2 separate regions of the Sus scrofa genome follow, and region 2 is linked to region 1. The links are chromatin contacts, called in public Hi-C maps. All regions are on one chromosome and are shown on one strand. Each heading gives the region's core, a stretch centred on a gene start, on an enhancer-like site or on the middle of the called end of the contact. The rest is flanking DNA. Distances are from core to core; before and after follow the strand shown. Region 1 overlaps PRICKLE1 (prickle-like protein 1). Region 2 has its middle 180 kb from the start of ADAMTS20.

What was found. A called contact is a pair of places that touch in the nucleus more often than the background predicts.
Region 2: a Hi-C map of embryonic fibroblasts shows a contact between it and region 1, with 3 times the contacts expected there. The contact joins two enhancer-like sites. A contact is called at or near these places in 3 of 47 Hi-C or Micro-C datasets (embryonic fibroblasts and fetal heart ventricle).

What each region holds. Positions count from the first base shown.
Region 1 is chr5:73,816,133-73,824,041 of Sscrofa11.1, reverse strand. All of the region lies in intron 1 of PRICKLE1 (prickle-like protein 1), which reads left to right. Among named protein-coding and RNA genes, the nearest start is that of PRICKLE1, 6.4 kb to the left of the region's middle. Within about 2 kb of position 4,396, at least 4 of the 83 cell types and tissues checked have an H3K27ac peak or open chromatin away from gene starts, as enhancers often do. A contact at or near this core is called in embryonic fibroblasts, where this site is marked.
Region 2 is chr5:74,490,509-74,498,417 of Sscrofa11.1, reverse strand. No RefSeq gene overlaps it. Among named protein-coding and RNA genes, the nearest start is that of ADAMTS20, 180 kb to the left of the region's middle. Within about 2 kb of position 3,572, at least 4 of the 83 cell types and tissues checked have an H3K27ac peak or open chromatin away from gene starts, as enhancers often do. A contact at or near this core is called in embryonic fibroblasts, where this site is marked.

The sequences.
Region 1 (7,909 bases), core at 3,147-5,646:
GCCAGCAATGCCAATGAAATCTAAAAAGTTTAATCATGTTTTGAAAATCAAGGATTTGTCTGTATAATAAAGGAGATTGCAGTGAGTCAGCTTGGGTCACCCAAATAAAATCTAATATCAGCTGGGGCGGCAGGGGAAGGCCCTTATAGGGTTCAGGGCTAAACTATGGTTGAGAGTTAGATGTGGGTAAAAGTCTGGTTATTCCTAATGTCCTGTCCTGTAATAACTCTGAAAAGACATAAAAGAAGAGAGGTTACAATTTAAAATTTCTTAAGCTAGAATTTTAAAAAGGAAGCTGAAATCTAAGGTTCAAAAAGTGACATTGTCAGATACAACCTTTTGTTATTACCTGAAAACCAGAGAGGGTGTTACAAGTGATTTTTCATAATACTCATAAAATGGAACAAGAATTTTGAAAATGGTTTCCCAGTAGATAAGTAACTCTTTTAGTGATGTATACCTATAGTTTGGGCTTTTCATTTTACAGGAAGCAGTTTTCAGGAAAGATTGTCGTTAGTAGTGTTCTAGTTACTGCAGTTAATTTTCTGGTTAAAGTAGTTTACAAAGAGCAAAAATGTCCTTTTAACGAAGGAAAGTAGTTAAAAAGTCAAAGTGATTCTCATATGTGCATGAAATTTTAAATATGCCAATAGACCACCATAGACTCCTTTCCCTTGGGGGGAAAAAAAACCTATCATTTTTCCTCCAGTGTTGCATAAAATAATGGTAACTGCTTAACTCTTAAGTGTGAGACTCTTCAGTTTTCTTAAATGCAGGTATGATTATTTCACAAGAAGGAGTTGGGAAAATGAAGCGTTGTGTTGCTTGGTTGGTTGGTTGGTTGGTCGGTAGGTGTTTTCGAGGAGCCATTCCTGCCTTTCCTTCTGGTCACAGGATAACTGTGCACTAATATCGTGCCTGGATTGTGCACTAATGTCCTAAAAAGGTTGGTGTGAGCGAACAAGCTGGATGAAGAAAGTCTAGCAGTCCTGGCACCAAGTCCTGCATTGGTGCAGTTCCTCGAAACCTCAGGCAGCATGTGGAGCCAGAGCTGAGTGCCAGGACCTTCCGGGCTCTTCCACCTCTGGACACACACAAGGGTTGCACCTGAGCACCACCAGGAACCAGTACCCAACCTTCTCGTTCATGGCCCTGCAGAACTCATGTCACAGAGGTTAACTGTGTGTGTTGGTAGAGGAACGTCTTGCAAGAGCGGAAGAGGCCTGGCTGGAACATGCAGAGGGACCCACCTGCCTCCCTGTTCCCCTCACGCCCTCTCTCCTGAAGGAGGGCTGGTGGGAAGAGACAGGCTTTACAAGTTGGAGCACGCTGATGTCATGACACTTCTGGCGAGGAGACAGGACAGGATAATCGGATCCTTTTCCTGAGTGCCAGAATGACACGATTTTTCCAAGAACCATTCCTGAGCCAGGGGTCCACTGACTCGGACTATTTCCAGGTCCCTCGGGGGTGGGGGAGGAGGGATCAGACCTCTCAAAGAGAACGTAATATTTCTTCCTGTAGTCTCTGTTGCGTGCGCTTGTTTAGACTAAACTTTAAATGCATTGTGGTCACATTTGAAGGGACCTCTCTAGGAACAAGAACAATTGCCCAGCCTGAACTGATTAGACCTTTCCAGATTCATTTCCCCGGGAAAAGAGATTTTCAGTGTAAAAATGACAATAAAAATGGCAGCAAGGCAGAAGCCAGTGGAAACATTTTAAAACTTAGAGCTGTAAACTAGCAAGCAGCTGTCATTTGCCTTGACTTTGTCCCACCTGTCCCTAATTTGGTCCTAAGAAATCCTAAAAAACAACTGATCAATTCACCCGCACTTGCCTTTTTCTCGCTGGTAGGCTTTGGGCAAACTCTCCGGAGAGAAGCCTTTCATTTCTGGTGGATTACACACTTGGGGGTGGGGGAGAGTGCGGACTGTGTTATTTCAGTTGTTAGAGTACTGAAGTCAGGGACTCCTTTCTAAGAGTTTTGTCCCAGTTGCTGAGTGGTGGCACCCACCAGCTTTTGCTCTGTGCGCGCCTTGCTCTGTTTGCTTCTTGTCCCATTGGGCCTCCGGAAAGAAGAGTTGTCAATAATCCACTGAAAATATTGTAGTCAGATGCGGCCGGTAAGGGGACCCCTCGATGCAGCATGCTCTCACTCAGCTGCCCTGCTTTTATCCCAGGCGAGATCCCACAGCTCGCAATTAAGGTCTTTGACTTGGGTAACAATTCTGTTTGAAATGTTTCCAATTACACACAATATTGGCGGCATGTAGCAGCTGCATGCCAAAAAGCTTTTCCAAGTGTGTTCCAAGAATCAGGCTGTGATTGCTTTTAATTTAAATAAAGGCTATTTGGTTTCCTGTGAAGTTTTTTATAACCACCTTCCACCACCACCACCCCCCTTTTGTCACCTTTCAAAAAAAAAAAAAAGTTGATATGAAGTAGCCACCACTTAATGTGATACAATATTGGCCCTGGTTTCCTAGGATGGCTGGCTTTGCCCAAGCATGAGGACTATTCCATAAAGGAGAACTTAGAGAACCGTTGTGCAGCAGTTTGGGTTTCCCCAAAGAAGAAAAGAAGGAAGGATGATCTGATAGGCTATTTTAAGTAGCCAATGTTTCCGAATCTTTTCCCCTCCTTCTTTAGGGATCTGTCCTTATAATTATCTTTTTTGGTCACCGAAGATTTGATATGGTGTCTTTCCTTCACATCTTCTATTTTTCTTTTTGTCTGCCTGTGAACATGTGTTAAAGACACATTAAAAGCATAGAGAAAATTCAGTACAAATATCCTTAAAGCAGAAGAGTTTGGGGTGGGGTGCAGTTGCAGGGAGCCAGTGAAATAATTTCACCATTCTACAGTAGCCAAGCCCTCCAGATTGCCCCCTCTGTGGGCTTGAAATCTCTCAACACTGAAACCTTTGAAAAACGGTAGTGGCTTAAATCTTTTAATAGCTACCAGATATACTTATTAAATCTGAAAATAAAATATACACTCTCAGGACTCCGAGTTACAGGGATTAGTTACAGGACTGAGGTCGGGGTGGGAGGAGGTTCTGTTTCCAGGATGATTTGTTGGCCCATTTGAAATATAACACCTAGAGCTAGAGGGTATCCAGTAGCTGAGGTGCTAAGATGGTCCTAATTAAGGCGTTTTCACATAGGCCCTTTCAATCCTGGCAAACACAGCCTATAGAATCTAGTGCTTCTTTGGGTCACACAGTAGTCGACTTGCATAAACGCCAACGTCTCTTCTGGCATTTGTGGAAGTCTTCCATCAGGTAATAAATAGCACTATATAATCCAAATTTGTAAATGCCATGTTTCATGTAGCCCCAGTAGAGACAGCTGAAATTAACCCGGGCTGCCAGGGATCTTTGAGATCTGGAGGTTCGGTTACTGCCTCAATGCAAAAGACTACCACCAATGAATGTTGGCCTTTGAGCCAAGCTAGAAGGGGAAGGTTAGCCTTAGGAAAGCAGCAGACCTTAAGAACTGCCCACCAGCCATCCCTCGGATTTGCCCTTTCTCCCTGGAAACTTTCAATCAAGCAAACCTTCTTAGAGGAAGTTTGCTCATTTCGACATAAAATGAGGTTTATCTTGCCTTACCAGGCGAGCACCCCGGCCTGCCCATTGTGGTAGTGACACAACCCACTATGGTCACCATGGTTCAAGTAGAAATTCTATTAAAACCTGCTTCTGTGTTGGCCAGGTCCTCTGCCCCGATTGAAATACTGTCTTCCGGATCCACACACACACACTCACCCCTCGCGTACTCCTTCAGCCTAATAATAGCAAACGGATTTAAACCATGTCAGAGTTGCAGCAAAGGCATTTGTACTTCTTTTTTTCGTTCTTTCATCTTTGTGATAGAAAGCCAATCTTTGTGATAGAATGCCAATAATATGGCATTCTTCTGAAGACATTCATAACTTGTTAACTGTAATGGATGTTTCTAACTATGTTATTTACATGCTTGAAGACTCTAAGTTCCTTCATTAGGACCTGAAAAAGAGCCAGATAGCGTGGCATTTTGCTTTGCTCTAAAACAGCGCTGCCGAACAATTTAAGGAACTGTTAGATCTTATGTAAGAAGACTGCTTAGTGCTCTTGTTTTTTTTTAATTTTTTGTCTTTTTGCCATTTCTTGGGCCACTCCCCCAGCATATGGAGGTTCCCAGGCTAGGGGTCCATTCGGAGCTGTAGCCACCGGCCGCGTCTGCAACCTACACCACAGCTCACGGCAATGCCAGATTGTCAACCCACTGAGCAAGGGCAGGGACCGAACCCGCAACCTCATGGTTCCTAGTCGGATTGGTTAACCACTGCGCCACAACGGGAACTCCTGCTTAGTGCTCTTGTGTTGCAATACTTTGTTATAATGTGTGTCCAAAGGAGACAGGCATTTGAAATTCTTCTGTGACTATGTAATTAGTAAGTATGTTCGGTGCTTGAAGTATATGCATGTTACATAATTTTTAGAAAGAGATAAAGTTAAGGCTGAAGTGCATTAGAGAATCACAGATGTTTCTTGTAAGAAACTACATATGCTTCATAGGAATTTCGAACTCCTTTCTGATGCTTAGCTTTGTTCATTGCAAGGATCACATGAATAATTTCTTTTGAGTTGCCATGGTTCTTATTTACACAAGCCTTGAGAAAGGAGCTGAAGTGATAAATAACTTGCCCCCCTCACCCAGTTAGTTCTGAAATGCTTTAGCCTTTAATGTTTTTGTGAATGTGAAGGGAGGGAATAAAATACACAGAGAAGATGTTTGTGTTTAACTGACTTAATCATATAAGTTCCCTTTGTGGGTCTTCTATAAGCTTAAACAGCTTGTCAGGCTAATAGCCAAAAACATGTCCTCAAGTCCTGCCAAACGTGTTAAAAGCAGACCAGGCTTTCTTCATATTGAGGTATTGGAAACATATTTTTAACCTTCTGAATTTGAGGAATAAACCAGAAAAATCATCCTCTTCTTCTAATCCACAAAACCCCAAAATGATTATTCATGGCAGTGCCAAAATGAGAAACTGATAGGCATAAGGATGTTTGAATGGGAGCAGCTTGACTTGGCTGTTGAAGCAGGAAGGAACCGGGTTACTATGGTACGTGATGGCTCTTTGTTTGTTGTTTGTGTTGCCCGTACACACTGGCTTTTTTACTTTGGTTCCGTAACTTTTGGTTGAGGAGTTGTCCTGACCAAAGCACTTATCCTGTTTCTTGAGTAGAGATTCAAGAATCATCAGTAGTGATGTGGCAGAAGAGTGCAGAACTGGATAGTTTTTCTACCATCATTTTTCTGTAAATCAGAAAATTTGGAACACAGTCCAATAACTGTGCGATTTTGGGTCAGCCACTCAGCCTCTCTGGGCCTTGGTTCCCTCATATATAAAGTGAGGGAACTGAGCCAGATCAGTGCATATTAACCAAAGGTTTGAGCCATAAACACCTATGGAGCTTTTTCAAAATGAAAATACACAGAGATTTTTAAGGCAGGAGGCTTGGGGTGGAGTCTTGCACATTTAACTTGGAAACGCTCCTCAAGTAATTTGATGCACAGCTGTGGTTAAGAGCCACTAAATTAGATGATCTCTGAGATTTCCTTCCAGTTCTAAAATTTTATGTTTCTAATCCTACTAGGCTGAACATTTTTCCTTCCTTCCTTTCTCTTTTGTTCATTCATTCATTGATTCTTCATAGCGAATGTTGCCATCAAGAAATAGACGTCATTTTAACCCAGGTCCAGGAAATTGTGTGTTCTCCTCCTGTGAGTGGACGGTGATAGATGTGAGCCAGGAACCATGTTAGTTCCCCGTTGCACACCCAACGCCTAACACAGTGCCGGACTCACAGTGCGCATGGCAACTTCAGAGAGCCCCCCAGAGTCAGGAAACTTTGAAAATGTGATGTTAGTGATTTTAAAATACTATTGTTAGCCTTCCGTAGTGTAAGGAGCATCAATATAATGTTGTCTGCATGAAACTTATATAATGTTGCAAGCCAATGTTACCTCAATAAAAGATAAATTAAAAATAAAGTAAAATAGGAGCTCCCATGGCAGCGCAGCAGAAACGAATCCAACTAGGAATCATGAGGTTGCAAGTTCGACCCCTGACCTGGTTCGGTGGGTTGAGGATCCGGCGTTGCTATGAGCTGTGGTGTAGGTCGCAGACTCGGCTTGGATCTGGTGTTGCTGTGGCTGTGGTGTAGCCACAGCTGCAACTCCGATTCGACCCCTAGTCTGGGAACCTCCCATCTGCTCCATAGCTCTAAATAGCAAAAAAAAATTTTTAAAAGTAAAATAAAACAGTATGCTCAATATGTTTTGTCAACTTCCAGACACCTTTCAGGTAAAGTACCTCCAGATTTCAAAGAATAGGTATAATTGTTCATCTGAAAAGCAGCATAATAAATTCATTCTATCTCTTATGTTTCCAGATCTTCGAGGTACTCTATCATGTTTTGTTTTTGTTTTTGTTTTTTTTTTTTGTCTTTTTGCTATTTCTTGGGCTACTCTTGCAGCATATGGAGGTTCCCAGGCTAGGGGTTGAATCGGAGCTGTAGCCACCGGCCTACGCCAGAGCCACAGCAACACGGGATCCGAGCCGCGTCTGCAACCTACACCACAGGTCATGGCAACGCCGGATCGTTAACCCACTGAGCAAGGGCAGGGACCGAACCGGCAACCTCATGGTTCCTAGTCGGATTTGTTAACCACTGCGCCACGACGGGAACTCCCTCTATCATGTATTGATTGTATTTTTTTGCAAGTTACCAGTTGGTCTCGTTGCTTTCAATGTGAAAGTACTTCACCTGAAAAAGTATCTGGAGGTTGACCAAAAAAAAAAAAAAAAAAGATACCAAGCTTATTACTTGAAAATATAACTAATATAGTATGAAAAACTAACATAGTTTATCCTATGAAAACTATAGTTTGTCAGACGTTTCCTTATCTCTTGGGCTCCTGCATTTGTGGAATAAATGATTGACCGGTCTTCTGCTATCACCTTTGTGTGTCACTTTAAGAAGTATAACCCAACCAAATCACTATACAGGTTTCAGAGCTTATCTGACAAATTTACAGTGTCATTACAATTTTAAGTCTTATTTCAAAATATTTTAAATTACAAAGGTCAAACAATTTAAAGAGATCTTTATTAATACAAATTTCTTAATAAAGTGTGCTTGTGTGTAATTAAGCTCTTTGTTCATTTTCAACAAAAGAAATGCCAGTTTGCATTTTTTTTTAGATTCATGAAGTAATCTTTAAACTAGCTAATTATAATTATTTTTTATAGCTAGCAATTATGTTGGATCCTTTGACAGACAAGATTGCACATCATGTATTTCATAACATATAAAGTGCTTTAAAACGGTCTATATCCACAGCGTGTGTGTATATGTACGTGTGTAGGTATTTATCTTCTAGGTAAGATAAATCAGAATATCTCAGTCAAATAGGAGAAGCACATACTCAGTTTTTCTCATCATAGCTATGGTGCATCTGAAAGTTTTCTTGGCAAGTGCAGGAAATTTCTTGGGTGCATCATTTTGTGGAAATTGATTAAAAGAGCTCGCTGCCCATCTTGTTTCTGTGCTTTCTTCCTTGTCTTTCCTGTCATTACTGTAGAACATAGACTAAATAAAAAGAACTTAACGCAGTCCGTTTTTCTGCTGGCTGTGTCCACATAGTAGGGACAGAAAGGAGAAATTTGATACGTAGCTGGGTTCCTTGATTTTTGTTGTCGTATGTTGCCAGGCTGAGGCGAGGAAGTGTGGTGTTTTCTTTCAGAAGAGCTTTAAAAACTCACCGTTCTAAAACCTGGATAACTGTCCAGTTTCCCTTGAACTTTTTCACTGTTTAGGCACGGACAGTAGCAAAATCAGCCCGTGTCAGCCT
Region 2 (7,909 bases), core at 2,323-4,822, 680 kb before region 1:
CACATGTACCTTAAACACCTATCTTAAACATACCTGTGTCCTTTTCACTACTTCAGTCTCACAAGATTCTTAACAGTGTAGAATCTTCCCTGGCCTCCAGGAACAAAGAAAATATTTTATTTTTTATGGCCACACCCCTGGCTTATGGAAGTTCCAGGGCCAGGGATTGAATCCGAGCCACCACAGCTGTGACAATTCTGGATCCTTTAACCCACTGCACCTGACAGGGGATCAAACCCGTGCCTCTACGGTGACCTGTTTGTTATTTACGTTTGTTTTGTACACATTGTATTGCTTTTTTTGGTCTTTCATTTCTTATTATGCAAGAAATGTCTTCTTGCTCAATTTTTTTTTAGTGAAGTATTTTCATTCCCTCTTGTGATATTCTATAACTATTTTCTTTGTGGTTACCATGGGGATTCTATTTAACATTCTAAAATTACAACACTCTAATTTGAATTTATACCAATTTAACTTTAATAATAATAGATAGTACATAATACAAAAACTAATAATAAAACTATGATTATATTAATAAAATATATTTCATTAAAATATAAAATAAAGATTAAAGCAGTTAATATAATAAAACAATATAAATAATTATAATATAAAGTATATAGTTTATAATATAAACTTAATGATTTTTAATATAATGATATAATATTATATATTTAATAATATATAAAATATATATGATAATATAATATTTATTATATAATAAATATAATGCAAATAATAAATAATACAAAAACTCTGTTCTTTTAAAGCTCTGTCCCATTTCTTTCAGTTATTGATATCACAAAACTATGCCTGTATACCTTTAAAAGAAATTTGAGTTTTGTAATGCATTAGTCTTAAATCATGTAGACAACAAAAAGTAGAGTTACAAATCTGTTTTATAATAATGCCAGCTCTTACAATGTGTGATTTATTTACCTTTTAACATCTTTATTTCTTCTTACGGCTAAGTTACTAGCTAGTGTTCTTTCATTTCAACCTTTAGGACTACTTTTGGCAGTTTTTCGCAGGGCAGATCTAGTGGTAACAAACTCCCTTAGCTTGTGTTTATCTGAAAATGTCTTAATTTGCCTCACTTTAGAAGGACAGTTTTGCCATTTGTACAATTCTTGGATGACAGCTTTTTTTCTCTTTGCACTTTGAATATATTAGCCCAGAGCCTTCTGAATTCCCAAATTTCTGATTAGAAATTTGCTTAAAATCTTATCAAGTATCACTTGAATGTGATGAATTGACTCACTCTGAGTGCTTTCAATATTCTCTCTGTTTTTGGCATTGGACAGTTTGATTAAAATGCACATCAGTGTGGGTCTCTTTTAACTCATCTTACTTGCAATCCATTGAGCTTCTTGTACGTTTTTGTTCATGTTTTTCATCAGATTTGGAAGTTTCTGACCATTATTTCTTTATATAATTTCTCTATCCCCTTCTCTCTTCTCCTCCTTGGACCCCTACAGTCCATATGTTGGTCAATTTGATGGTGTGCCTTCGGCTGTAGTGATTTTTTAAATTCAAAAGCAATTGCTTTTGAATGTCTTTGTCTTTAATGTCTGGCTCCCAAAAGAGGAAAAAGATAAAAATAAAGGCGATAAAAAAGATCTGACCCTTTAAGTCTTCTGGAAGCTTCTTCAGCCTGAAGGTCAGGGGCTTGCAACTGTGAGGGTGTAAGTGTTCAAAAATTATTGCCATTCTCCATGTCTGTACCTTCATGATCAGAGCAGCTCATAATGAACAGAACATCGATCCCAGATATTTGCAGGATAAGTCCTTATGGCCCACCCTTGATCCTTTGAGCTACATGCAAGCTTCTCAAAGAAGATATCCATGGCTGTCTGCCTTGGGGCTGGGAAATGGGTATGGTTAGCTGTTGTTGAGCCAAAGGCTGAAATTGACTAAAATGAATCACAATTTACTGTCTAAGCTTTCCCCTGGAAGTTGCAAGGCTTCAATATTTTCCAGAGGTCCAAAATGGTTATACCAGACAGATTCCACCAGTACCATCATTTTCTAGGTAGGGAAGCAGATTCCTGCTCTGCTATTTTCCTAGAATCCTCTCTCCAAGAAGTTTCTTAAATGTTAGCTGATACTACTGTTTTTATCATGACCTATGAGATCATGAATAATACTTTTGTGAACCAGTCTTAAAGAATACAAGCGTGTGTTGTAGAGAGATGGGGTGTGTACTTCTTTGAAATCCTAGGATCTCAGGGATAGTGGAGAGGCCTTTTTTCTTTAAAAATTAAAAAAATTATACAATTTTTAAAATTTACTATCCTTTTACAGTTATTAAAAAATATCAGGGGAGTTCCCGTCGTGGCGCAGTGGTTAACGAATCCGACTAGGAACCATGAGGTTGCGGGTTCGGTCCCTGGCCTTGCTCAGTGGGTTAACGATCTGGCGTTGCCGTGAGCTGTGGTGTAGGTCACAGACACGGCTCGGATCCCACGTTGCTGTGGCTCTGGCATAGGCTGGTGGCTACAGCTCCGATTAGACCCCTAGCCTAGGAACATCCCATATGCCGCGGGAGCGGCCCAAGAAATGGCAAGACAAAAAAAAAAAAATATCAGCTATGTTCCTCATTTTGTGCAACACATCCTTGAGCCTGCCTCATACCAATAGTTTGTACCTCCCACTCTTCCACTTCTATATGGCCCTCCTCTCTCCCTGTTGGTAAGCACTAGTTTCTCCATCTCTGACTCTGCTTCTTTTTTGCTATATTCACTAGTACGTTACATTTTTTAGATTTCACATGTAACTGATATCATATAGTTTTTGTTTTTCTGTTTGACTTATTTCACTTGGCACAATGCCCTCCAATTCCATCCATGTTGCTGCAAATGGCAAAATTTTGGGGTTTTTTTATGGCTGTGTAATATCCCATTTTATACATATACCAATCTTCTTTATCCCTTCATCTGCTGATGGACATTTAGCTTGCTTCCATATCTTGTTGACAATTGTAAATAATACCGCTATCAACACTGAGGTACAGGTGTCTCTTTGAAATAGTGTTTTTGTTCTTTTTGAGTATGTACCCAGGAGTGAAAGTGCTGTGTCATGTGGTAATTTTATTTTCAGTTTTTTGAGAAACTTCCATGCTGTTTTCCTCAGTGGCTACACCAATTCACATTCCTACTAACAGTGTTCAAGAGGGCAGATCTTATGTTAAGCATTTTATCACTAATAATAATAATAATGAAGAGAGCAGAAGAGAACTTTTGAATCTGATGTTTATGGCACGGTTTGTGGTTTCAGCAATGCATTCTTATCACCAATATCATCAAGTTGTATACATTAAATATGTACAGTTCTTTATGTCAGTAATGCACTTCGATAAAGTGTTTTAAATAATTAAACAGCAAGGTTTCACTTTCATTCCAAAACAGCCTAAAATAAAGAAATAAAAAGCATTGATCAGTGCATTGAAGAAGGATGATCCAAACCACAGTCAAAAACTAACGGGAATTGATGCTCTTTTGACATTGTGCGCCATGGTCAGTAGAGGATGCTGTTGCTTCTTTTATAAAGAGCTCTTCCAAAGACAGCTTCCCAGGGCGGTGACCCTCTACTAAGGGCAGGAAGGGAAAATGAAAGTGAGTTGCAGAGATGGAAACTGCCTGGTGAAAGGATTCACCCAATTTGACTTCCTGCTGGGCAAAACAGCAAGGACTGGAACAAACAAACAAAACAAAACACACATGAAAATGCAAGGGAAATTATAAGCAGATGGAGGCTGTGCTGCCAAAACAGTCCTGAGAGTAATACTCAAAGGTGATTTCAAAGACCAGGAAACCATAAAATTGAGGTACTTGAATACTGCTATCTCCTTCAATATATGATTTAGTCATCATAAGAGTTGACCACTCCTGGATTTCTAGAAGCTTGATCTTAATTAAACCAAGTTGCTCTAACATAGGATATGGATGAAGACAATTTTGATTTACTTCATTCCTTTTGGACTTTTTTGGCAAGGTCAAGCGTATGGTTTCAGCATTTTCCCCATGGGCCCAGGTTGTAGATTTCTTTCATTTATGTATGAAAATGTATTTTGGAATATGATTGCAAAAAAATAATAGAAATCGACCAACAGAACCATTTGAATAGGGCTGAAACACCTCACTGCGGCGCAATTAGATGGTTATAAAATGTGTGGCTAAGACTGAGTACCAGTTCCACTCTTCTCAAGTTTGCAATGTGAATTCCAGGTTATTTTACCTCTCTGAACCTTTCACCATAATGGTTGGCATATAGTAAACCTTCAATATGTATTAGCATTATTGATAAATTGTTTCCACTGTCATGTTTGATTTTCATAAGTTGATGAGGTGGGTGAACAAATATTTTTGTACCCACTTTAGAGATGGAAAAAAAGGGGGCTTGGAGAGCTTGAGTTGCATGCAGACACCCTCGTGCCTAATAAGAAAGTGGGATTCTGATTCAGTTTTGTCTGAAGTCAAAGGTTTTATATATATATATATATATATATATATATATATATATATTTGAAATCAGTGTTTCTGGTGGATTCATTAATGTTCATGAGGCTAATCCATGGATCCTGGAGACATGCAGCTTCCAGTTCAGTGGGACCTGAGGTTCTGTATTTCAAACATGCACTCAGGTGGCCAGGGGGCCAGCAGGATCTCCTGGGATCTAATTAGAAACAAGAGTCTTGACTCCAGATCCACTGAATCCAAATCTGCATTTTAACAAGATCCCTTGAAAGATTAAAATTTATTAAAAAAAAAACTGATTTAGAGCAGGAGACAGCAAGTTTTTTTCTATCAACAATCAGATGGTAAATATTTTAGGCTTTGCAATCTCTGGTGATTCTCTTATACCTTAAAGTCTCAGAAGCTCAGGTTTAATCCACAGTTTCTTCTTCTATGGGGGCAAAGTTGTGTCTAATGAACTAAGGTCTCACTCAATACCCATGGGTAATTCTTTTTCTCTAGACAATCCTATAAACATCAGGAGTCTCAAGTTTTTGCCTGACAACAAGATCCCTTCTAGTGGAAAAAGCAATGTATGTGACCACTGAAATTCCCATTGAGTGAAATGTCTGACTTCATGTGAGTTTGAACCAGCAGTTTTTGATGCCTCTTTGTAAACTCTTAAGTACACCGCAAGTATCCAAAAACAAGAATTACAAATAGCAGTGGGCATAAGAACAATGTGGCATTCTTTTTCTTCTTCTTCTTTTTTTTAGAGCTATGCCCACAGCATATGGAGGTTCCTAGGCTAGGGGGTCCAATCGGAGCTACAACTGGCAGCCTACACCACAACCACAGTAACTCAGGATCTGAGCTGCGTCTGCGACCTACACTACAGCTCACGGCAACGCCAGATCCTTAACCCACTAAGTGAGGCCAGGGATTGAACCTGCAACCTCATGGTTCCTAGTTGGATTGGTTTCTGCTGCGCCACGACGGGAACTGCAATGTGGCATTCTTGAGAGAAGGAAGATGGGCTCTCCCACGTGAGATAATTGGAAGTTCTGGGTGAGACCCAAGAGTCTTCCTTCAAAGTCTGCTGTCCAGGTGATAAGAAGCAGGGAGGCCTTGGGAAACACTGGCCCAAGCCCACCGACCTGAACTTGGGTTTGGCACCTCTGATAAAATGGCTGGAAGGAAGTCTCAAAAAGAATTGGTGGTGGAATATCATGTGAAATTGTTTTAAATTTGTTAAATCTTATACATTGTACTCTGATTACATGTTGAAATGATGTTTTTGGATATATAAGGTAATTATTTAAATAATTTAATTTAATTTATTTAAAATAAACTTTATGGAAGCATAGGTGACCTACAATGGTGTGTTAATTTCAGGTGTACAGCAAAGTGAATCACCCATGCATATACATACATGTCTATTCTTTTCTAGATTCTTTCCCCATATAGGCTTTCACAGCGTATTAAATAGATTTCCCTGAGCTATATCGTAGGTCCTGGTTACTGACCAATTTTGTATAGTGTTTATATGCCAATCCCATCCTCCCAATCTATCCCTCCCTACAATGAAACCCTTTGATAACTGTAAGTTTGATTTCAAAATTTATGAGTTGGCTTCTGTTTTGTGAATAAATTCTTTTGCATCATTTTTTATTTGATTCCACATATTCGTGATCTCATGTGATATTTGTCTTTCTCTGTCTGATTTATTTCACTTAGTGTGATAATCTCTGTAAGTGAAGTATGACAATCTCTAGGTCTGTCCATACTGCTGCAAATGGCATTATGTTTTTTTTTTTTTTTTGGTTGAACCCATGGCATGAATAAGTTCCAGGGCCAGGGACTGGACCACTGCCACAGCAGCAACCCAAGCCACAGCAATGAAAACTCCAGATCTTTAACCTGCTAAGCCACCAGGGAACTCTTAAAGTAGTTTTTAAAAATGACGTCCTTTTATTTTGGTAACTGAATCAGATTTCCCCACATTTACAAAAAGGCTGGATGTGTCTTTTAGAGGACATCCATGATGGAGTCGGTATCAAGAGAAAGTTACTGTTAGATCAATGGTTATCAAACCTTTTGGTTTCAGGATCTTTTTAAACTCTTAAAAATTGATGAAGACTCCAAAGTGCTTTTTTTCAGGTGAGTTATATCTACTAAGATTGATATATACATGTATATCAGAAATAAAACTGGGAAATTTAAAAAATATTTGCTAATTATTATAAAATAACAAACCATTGCTTGTTAATGTAAATTACGAATTTTTATTAAAACATTATGTTCTCCAAAACAAAATACAGTTATTGATAAAAATGCCATGTATGGAGTTCCCACTGTGGCTCAGCAGGTTAAGAACCCGACTAGTATCCATGAGGTTGTGGGTTCGATTCCTAGCCTCACTAAGCAGGTTAAGGATTTGGCATTCTGGTGAGCTGTGGTGTAGGTCTCAGACACAGTTGCTGTGGCTGTGGCATAGGTCAGCAGCTGTAGCTCTGATTTGACCCCTAGCCCGGGAACTTCCATATGCCCCAGATGCAACACTAAAAAGAAAAAAAAAATGCCATGTGTTTATGTTTTATAAATCTCCTTAATATCTGGCCTAAGAGAGGACACTTAAATTATTATACCTGCTTGTGGATTCAATCTTCTGTGATGTCACACATCATGGGGAACTCCATAGTAGACTTGTGAGACAATGAGAGTAACAATGGTTATTAATATCTTAGTATTATTACGGAGATAGTTTTGACCTGATGGACTCTGCAAAACTCATGGAGACCCCTTGGGGTTTTCTAGACCACATTTTGAGAACCACTGCTTAGAACAAAGTTAAGCCAGGATTTCAGAGGCTGGGGAATAAAAGTCTAAATTCTTTATTTTAGCCTTCTCAGACCTTCAAAATCTAGCTCCAACCATCCTATCTAATATTTATCTCTCATTTCTTTACTACCTGAATTGTTTAGTTAGACCAATTGCTATTAATCTTCCTCTTTATTTTCCTACTCTTGAGCCTCTGCTCTTGTGTTCTTGTGCCTGTGCCTATTGTATTTAATTCTTCTCTCTAGATTACCCTCTGTTAAACCTATTGTATCCTTACCATATCAAATACAAGATCTTCAAATCTGAAAGTTCTCTCTTCAGAATAAGTTGCTTTTTCAAAAATATCTTGCTTTTCTCCCACTGCTCTTAGAATGAGGTCCTTAAATATTGATTTCTATGGCAGTCTCTTCAGTGGATTCTATTTCCCATTCCTAAACTGAACGTTCTTTGAAGGATTCCTTTGTATACCAATCACAGTGCAGGTTTTTTTTTTTTTTTTTTTTTTTTTTTTTTTTTTTTTTTTTTTTATGAATGTGGCCACTAGTATTATTTTAATGAATGAATAAAATAAACAATCATTTTTATAAGATGCTTCTGCTATATAAAAAGTATTT